2 separate regions of the Zea mays genome follow, and region 1 is linked to region 2. A link is a contact called in public Hi-C data. All regions are on one chromosome and are shown on one strand. Each heading gives the region's core, a stretch centred on a gene start, on an enhancer-like site or on the middle of the called end of the contact. The rest is flanking DNA. Distances are from core to core; before and after follow the strand shown.

Region 1 (4,086 bases), core at 652-3,151, 640 kb before region 2:
CTCGAGCAGTGTTATCTAAACCGTTTTCTCATATCTCTCTAAATATAGAGAACGCTGCTCGATCCTCTATATAGAGAATTTCTCTCTGTTCTACTCTATCTATTTTAATATTTAAAACAACAGATTTAGCAAAACTAAAATATATATACATTTTAGAGTACTATAAATATGTATGTGTAAAAAATAAAAGTAAAGTATGTTTTGATATTTTTAAAGAAAACTATAAATAATGGATATAGAGGATAGATTTAGAGTAAGTGGCTCGGCACTCTGAGAATAGCAAAAGATTGTTGACCCGGTATATGCGAGGCGCTGGCGCACCAGCCGGCCCTGGCGACTGGCCCGGTATATGCCCGAGCCCGACTAGGAGGAAGACCGGGAGTGCGTCAGGTCACAGGCGTGCGTGCTGCGTACGAGTAAAGTCAATAACCACCGCAAAAGCAGGTTTTGACCCGCAAGTTCCGACCTAAGCTCGCTCATCTTTCCCCAAGGCACATCGACAGCAAAAGAAAATGAATCATGTGTTATAAACAAAACCATGTAATCGAAGGTTGAGGCAATAGAAGAAAATATAATCAAGACGACCGTATCAACGAACCGTATGTATGATACAAAGGCCACGAAAAAAAAAAACTAGAACGAATTACGCAGGCCAGGCGGCCTAGTTCTTATTGACGCCCTTGAGCACGATGGGGAGGACGATGACGAGGATGATGACGAGGAGGATGAGGATGGCGATGCAGGTCCACTTGCGGGTGCTCTTCTGGTGCTTCCGCGCCACCTGCAGCTGCTCGCGTCCGCGGTCGACGAAGGACCTGGCGCGGCCGACGTTGCCCTCGATGTCGTCCAGCTGCTCCCCCTGCGCGGCCACCAGCACGGCCATGTCGTTGAACACCTGCTGCAGCTCCAGCAGGCTGCGCTCCAGCCCCGCCACGGCGCCGTGCCGCTCCTGGATCTCCGCCACCACGCCCAGCACCTCCCCGCGCCCCTGGCCCTGCTCCGCGATGGCGCGCTGCAGGAACCGCTCCCCTTCCCCGGACTCCGCCAGCGCGTCCAGGGTCGCCTCGTCGGGCTGCGCCCCCGTGACCGTGAAGTACCGCCGCGCCACCGTGTCCCGGTACTCGGCCGCGACGCGGGACCGCAGCGACGAGAAGGACTCCATCGAGTCCCGGAGCTTCTTGCGCAGCCCGGCCACGACGGACGTCCGGGTGCGGTCGGTGGAGGAGCCCGGCCCGCACCCGGGCACGGACCGGTTGGCGGCGTTGGCGCGGTCCAGCGACTCGAGGCGCAGCTTCACCACCTTGGCCTTCTTGATCGCCGCGGCCACGTCCGCGTCCATCCGCGCGCGGAGGCCGCGCACGGCCGCCGCGTCGTGCATCGACTTTCCCCCCTCGTTGGCGTCGTGGAGCGACCGCTGGATGCGCTCCAGGTCGCGGAGCTCGTCCTTGATGGACTCCACGTCCTCGAAGAACCTGTCCAGGCTCGCGCCCGCCGCGGCGCCCGGCGGCGCAGACATCTCCACGCCGCCGGACTCGATGTCCCCGCCGTCGCGCTTCCATGAGCTCGAGAACAGGCTGTTCATGGTGGATGGATTGTTCTGTCTCTGGCTGATTGGCTTCCTCACGGGCCAAGGTCGCTTCTAAGGGTTCGCTCCGGCCCGGTGGCCGGTTTCTTGGATCGGGGGGATGAAATGAAATGAAATAGTGGGAGGGGTAGTTGGACAAGGGGGGCGTGGAGATTCAATCAATCATGCGAGATGGAACAAGACGACGGACGCGGAGTTGAAGGAGTCGGCCGTGCCGAGGCATCCATGTGATGTGACGCCGTGGCGGGCGAGGAGACCGTGTGATGAGGAGGCGGCGCGCGCCACCTTGCTCTGAAATGGCAACGCGGGAGGAAGGTGGGACGAAGGAGAGGGCAGAGGGGGGCACGGACACGTACGAGCGAGGGTTCTTGGGGACGCGATGGGTGGTGGGATTCGGCGCGCGGGTCCAGGTCTTTCGCCGGGTCGCCTCGCTGGAAATCCAACGAGCCGTAACTACCAACCACCCGGCACTATCCGATCCATGCTGACCGGCTGATCTGACCCGATCAACCCAACTGCACAGCTACAGATCCACTTGTCTGTCTCGTAACACCGAGACAAGAGAGAAAAGGGCGATACGGTACCCTGTAGCATAGTGTCGTACTGTCGCTTGAGTATCTCTTAGAAGTTAGAAGTACAAGTACTACACCACATGCTGACATGCTGCGTCAGCGTCACACAAGGATCAAGGAGTTCTCGGCGAAGGTACTGGCCAAATGGCCGGGCCGGCGCATGCACTGGATCGAGCAGAAGGCGCCGTGCTCGTCAGCCCGTCGTGCATCTGGCTAGTATCAAAAGAACCCACATGGTATGTTATTCAGAGTCATCACACAGAGTATCATAGCAGTCACATAGTGGTTATGATATCCGAAAACAACTGCACCCTACAGAAGTGCAAATGTGTTCGTATCAGAGGCAAAAGGGGCGACATGATACACTAGCTCTTCGAAGTCACCACAGCAATTCCGTATTGATTATGATCTCCCAAAAACAACGTCATCACACAAAATATCATAGCAATTCCGTAGTGATTACGATCTCCAAAAGACGACATCACGATCAGAAAGAAAAGAAAATATCAAAAATAACAGCACCCCTCAGACACTTGCACCTGATGTGGACAGCTGGACGTCGATACGAGGAACTGAAAAGGGGAATCAACATATACCCATATGGCATAAAGGCTCAAGGCCAGACGATGATTTTTAAAAGGATTGTACAAACAATGAAAAAATACTGTCGCCCATACAACAACAATCTCGAGACGATTGCCTGATTACCTCGTCAAAATTACAGAAAATTTATCGGATCCATCTACCACTACATACTACATTTGCGAAATCGTCTAGCAGCGACAAGTTAAACAGGATGTACAGGAATAGTATATGCTCCTACTAGCCACCATCAACAATTAGACAAGCAAAACTTCTATCGGTATATTCTGTCTGCCAAAAATCCACCAGCAATTACCGTTAGTTTTTGTTCCCAGCGACAATTGTATACATGTACTCACCAGAACTCATCCTTCAAAATGACGTGTAAATATATCGGTACCGAAGCAGAACCATGAGCGTATCCAAGTATATTCAGTCAGGGAACTTCCGGGGCAGATCTTTGCACAAACTGGACTGGCTGGCACCTATTATCATCAGCCCGTTGCAATTGGGTGTAGTTCCTGAGTTTTGCACTGGTCTATATTGACGCTCAAGAAGGTACTTCTTGAATCCTGATAATTACTTAGACACCTTGAAGGACAGTGACATAGAAAGGATAGCCTAGACCACCGCCAGATAACCGGTTCTCATTTTCACCCACATGTGGTCCCTCAGATAGATGCACTTTCCATTGCAGCTCATAATTGGAAAAATTGTATGTGCCCGGTGCAAATATGCACACTTTTAGAGGAACTCTAGCACAACTGTCAGGTTGGAGCTCGATTTGAGCACAACTCAATGAACACCAAACATATGGTGGAATGCTCTTCGAAGATCGCTTCTCTTGATGTGTACTCTTGGAACTAGAGATGGCCTTTACGTCACTTTCCAGTGATACATCATACCATCCACCCTGAGCACTGGTTGAGTCATGAGGATGGACGGTTTTCTCTGGAATTACATCAAAAGTGACCACTCTCACCAAAATCTTATGAGCTTCTGAATTGTGAATGACCAATTGGAGGTTAGCCTCACAATAAGACTTTGAGAAATCATGACTAATTGTCCGAGGCCCTTCCATAAGCCACCATATAGGGTTCTGGCTTAGAGCACTATGAAAACAGAAGATGGGATCAGCAATTATTCAACATCAACAAAGGCCAACGAAGATTGCAACCAACTACATGTTCTATCACTTGCCTGCAATGACATGTGTGATGAGAAAGTAGTTCGAAGTCTGGAGTAGGCTTGGAAGAGTTATCAACTGCCTTTGAGATTAGAACAAAATCAAGAAGGCTGCATGGCCCCTGAACAGTTATCAAGTGTAGGTCAGAATTTTATTAATCA
Region 2 (4,655 bases), core at 1,620-4,119:
ACCTTTGTATAAGAAACTTTCTTCTTTTTTTTAGAGAGTTATGGTCCATTTCATTAATATTTTTTGGGACACACTTAGAGTCTACATCAGCTTTTCTGACCCCTTGCCCTACACCAAGCCACCTTCCCACCTTCGCTGCTCTTTGCTGGTGGCACTTGTGGAAGCGAAGCAACAACTGTCTTTCGACTGAATCCTCACCGTTAGATGTCACTCTTCGTGCATGTATTGTGGATGCCCGCCTGTGGGCTTATCGGTTGAACCACACTGATGTCTGCTTGCCATAGATGCCTCTCTCACGCCCTCTCATGCTTGTAAACCTTTTGCCTCTTAGGGTTTTTTCTACAGTCTGCTAGAGCCTAATATATCAGGTGAGGGTTTGCTACCCCGTCGAAAGAATAAAAAAGCATGGGATTGCTTCAAAGCATCATCTGCCAGTTCATTTTGATATAAAAGGCTATCAGTAGTATTATCAGGGATACATGATGTTACCTTAACAATGATAATATGAAAAAGGCAGCCGATTTCAGTGCGCTATGGGATTGTTTCAAAGTGCCATTGTCAGTTCATGCACCTTGCATTGGTTTTTTCCCTATGCATCCCTATGTAAACATTTATAACTGTTTGAAGTGGTGGCTGTGACGCATAATGTATTTTTGCTGAAGGCTTGAAATTCATTCGTTTTCCTTTTGTAGCAGATATTTTTTATGCAAGGACTGCCCCTTCAGCAGGGAGGTGTGGGACAGAATCTTGTCTTGGACGAACCTTTCGTCCTTTAGGGGATCTATGGCTCTGAATCCTTGTATGATTGGTGGAGGAATCTGAGAAGTAGGTGCAACAAGCATTCGAGAAGATCCTTTGATGGCCTTATGATTTACTTTTGGTGGAGCATTCGGTTAGAAAGGAACAATAGAATCTTCCATAGTTAGCTTAGATCAGTGGAGCAGGTCGCGTTAGTGGTCAACGAGTTAGTTGGTTGTTTCCAGGGTTCGGCTGGCTAGTAGGTCTGCTCAGTAGGTTTGTTCAGTATAGTTTGCTTGTAGTCTTGTAAGTCGTTTCGGTTCCCTATAATTTCCTATTAGTTTTACTCCTTCTAATATATTGGAGTGCCAAATCTTTTGTCTCTCCTTTTCAAAAAAATATATATTTTTAGAAAAATAAACCTCAACTTTTTTCCCTAGGAATATGTGCAGTTAGATGATCATAGAGCCGTTGCGTTTCTGCTGACTTGTGAAAGTTCCTTTCTGTATGCGTGCTATTGATGTGGGCAGCGAGCTTTGGAAAGCGGTATTTACCAACGTACCAGACCATTACTGAAAATACATTTAGGGCTTGTTCGGTTATTCCCAATACACATGGATTGAATGAGATTGGAAAAAATTGAGAAAAACTTTGACTTGTTTGGGATTCAAACACATCCAATTCCACTCAATCCACATGGATTGAGAGCTAACCGAACAAGCCCTTATAGTGTATTTGGTTCGTGGAGTCACTCTATACTTCATGAGGTGATGTATCTTAAGTTCATTCCATCAATTTTGGTGGAATCAACCCACTCTTCATCTATATACTAATTATTAGTTTATGAGGAATAGGGTGGTGATGGATCATCTCATTCTATTACACAAACCAAATAAAAAAAGTGAATGAGAAGAAGATGAATCACTTTATTCCTCAAACCAAACACACTATTAATCTTTGGAGCTTAGTTTAGTGTTTAGTAGCGGCTGTAAAAAAAAGGCCCAGCTTAATTTAACCGTCATGGAAAAAGAGCCACAACCTCGCCAGCAAAGCATCTTCTTGTGAGGGAAGTCCAGGCGTGTGTATTAGCATTATTCATTTCTCGTTGGCGTGATGCGCTACTAGAGATGGCAATGGGTACCCGAAACCCAAAACCCGATGGGTTTTTACCCCATTAGGGTACGGGTTTGGGTCAATTTTCATACCCATGGGTTTGTTAATGGGCATAAATCTATACCCGGCGGGTTTATGGGTACGGGTTTGTTCCTATAGTACCCAAACCCGTGAACCCGTGGGTTTTTTAAACCCGACCAAACCTAGTGCATATTGTCATTTTATTTTATAAACGACCAACAAACTTGTTATTCCTTATTTACTTCATAATTTTTATCAATTGGTGAATGCATCAGTAGTCGGTGAGAGTGTTGCTTGCTTGCTATTATAGTTTTTACTAGCGTTATATATGTGGTGGATGGATAACTTAGTGCAAGGTCACTTAATTATACAACTTATTATTTGTATTTCATTCTCTCTACTAATAATTTTTATACCAAATCATGAACTCGTTGTTCATTACATAGATTTTGGATCATGATCTCATTAATCATTACGATACTTATTGATTATGAGAAGAACAAGTATATTGGAGATGAAACCCGCGGGTAACCCATGGGTACCCGCTAACCCGACGGGTACGGGTTTGGGCAAAATCTCAAACCCGTCATGGGTACGGGTTTTTTAACGGGCATGGATATTTTTCACGGGTACGGGTTTGGGACGGCAAAACCCAGCGGGTTTGTACCCGTTGCCATCTCTATGCGCTACACTGCAGGTCGTGCATGCATCTGGGTTAGGCTTGCGCTCTGTGCTCTTTTGACCGGTGTGATCGGAGACAAAAGGTGGCCCTTGACACCTCCACAAGGCCGTTCCAGCAGCCACCGGACCCGAAGCTCCCGAGCGGCCGCTCTCGGCCGACCCCAGCGCCCAATCACCTCTCGGTGCCTGCTTACGGCTGGGCTGGCTCACCAACACAGCACGCCCAGATCAAATACGACCCCCATCAAAGCACACAACTTGGACAACGACTGTTTTTTTATATAAAAAAATGTGTTAGCGGCTGCTAATCAACCAACCAACCAGCCAGCCCTGCCTGACTGCCTCTCCAACCAGCGGGAGCGAGCGGGTCGTCCCTTCCGCCACCTCAAGAGCTCACTGCTGGCCCTGACTGAGGCCCTCGGCCCTCCTCCAGTCCCCTCCGCGGCTCCGCCTCTATTAAACCCTTGTCCCTTCGGCGAGACTCCTCTCCTCCTTCAGATCAACCCTCCCCTCCCCGGCCCGACGCCCCTCGCCCCCCCCCTCCTGACCAGCCATGGCGACCGCTGCTGCTGCGTCCCGGGTACGCGCGCTCCTCCCGTCCGTGCACCCGCTTCCGCTTCGTGCGCCGCTGACTCGGTCTCCGTCCCTCCCTCTCTCTCTCTGTTGACCTGCCCTGCAGGTGGCTGTCTCGGCGCCGGTCTTCGGTTCGGACGGCGGCGCCAGGAGCTCCGGGATCAAGGTGCGTGCCGCGGCGCCGGAATCTCGCCCCGTCTGCTGCTTTTTTTTTTCTCTCCCTACGAGGGAATCTTCTGCGATTCGGTCGGCGGCGGCGGCGGCGGCGGCGGCGCTGGGTTGGTAGATGACTGAATAGTTTGACTAATGGGTAGTTCCCGTAGTACTAGATTGGTAACAACAGGGAGTCAGAGCTCGAATGTTAGATGCCGTTGCTAGATCGAGGCTAGGCGCTGTTCTGCGCGGATCGGTTTGATGAATGGCTTGTATAGGCCATCCGTAACCCTGCATGCACATCTTCAGTAATTCAGAGCGCTCGCTGCTGAAACTCGGCGGTGTACCTGTCAGCCATTCTATTCTATATTTCTATGCCGATGATTCTGAACTCGCGGCGATGAAGGCTATAGACGGCGCACTAACTTCTAAGCTTGGCCTTTCGTTGTGCTCCAGGGCAACAACAATGTTAGCTTCGGCAGCAAATCATGGGTCGGCGGCACATTGGCCTGGGAGAGCAGCTGCTCGGTGCGGCCCAGGCGCGCCAGCAAGGTGCTCTGCATGTCCGTCCAGCAGGCGAGCAGGAGTAAGGTCTCCGTCGCGCCGCTCCATCTCGAGAGCGCCAAGGAGCCACCTCTCAACACGTACAAGCCCAAGGAGCCCTTCACGGCCACCATTGTCTCGGTGGAGAGTCTGGTCGGCCCCAAAGCTCCGGGGGAGACTTGCCACATCGTTATCGACCATGGTGGCAATGTGCCGTACTGGGAGGGCCAGAGCTACGGCGTCATTCCTCCTGTAAGTATTCCCTTCTCTCTGTCATTTCCTTTGTCTGAGAACATAACATTAGTTTTCTTCACACTTGGTGTCATTATCGTATAAAGAACAATCAACTTTACCTTTGCATGGTGCTAAACTGCTAAATGTATTATTCTCTACAGATAAATATAGGCATACTGATGTCCTTTTCGAATATGTAGATATTGTTTTCAATATACCATGTGGCATAATGTTAGACGACCAGGCTAAAGGGAAAAAATGTTATGGTCTATGATTCACAACATGGCATCTTTACATCAAAAATTGTTTCGATTAATCTTAAATTACTATTTTTTTTATTCATTTCCTTTTATTACTCATCATATTTTCTCTTCACGCTCATTGATCTCTGAACCTTGTGTGCACTTTCATCTGTTAGGGAGAAAATCCTAAAAAGCCTGGAGCCCCACAAAATGTCCGGCTTTATTCAATTGCATCGACTAGGTATGGAGATAACTTTGATGGGCGAACCGGAAGCTTGTGTGTCCGCCGTGCAGTTTATTATGATCCTGAGACTGGCAAGGAGGACCCCTCAAAGAATGGTGTCTGCAGTAATTTCC

The links. A called contact is a pair of places that touch in the nucleus more often than the background predicts.
Region 1: a contact with region 2 is called in a Hi-C map of ear, with 2.2 times the contacts expected there. The contact joins the promoter of LOC100284409 here to the promoter of LOC542713 in region 2. A contact is called at or near these places in 3 of 25 Hi-C or Micro-C datasets (ear, leaf and tassel).

Annotation. Positions count from the first base shown.
Region 1 is chr1:292,573,491-292,577,576 of Zm-B73-REFERENCE-NAM-5.0, reverse strand. It overlaps LOC100284409 (syntaxin 121), which reads right to left and starts at 1,901. Exons shown (of 1, transcript NM_001157304.2): 1 at 529-1,901. The coding sequence starts at 1,582. The coding sequence ends at 662. LOC103644142 (trafficking protein particle complex subunit 8) reads right to left here. Exons shown (of 29, transcript XM_008667340.4): 28 at 3,940-4,046; 29 at 2,736-3,851. The coding sequence ends at 3,323.
Region 2 is chr1:291,930,558-291,935,212 of Zm-B73-REFERENCE-NAM-5.0, reverse strand. It overlaps LOC542713 (ferredoxin NADP reductase 1), which reads left to right and starts at 2,869. Exons shown (of 6, transcript NM_001308480.1): 1 at 2,869-3,133; 2 at 3,233-3,292; 3 at 3,736-4,074; 4 at 4,475-4,655. The coding sequence starts at 3,107.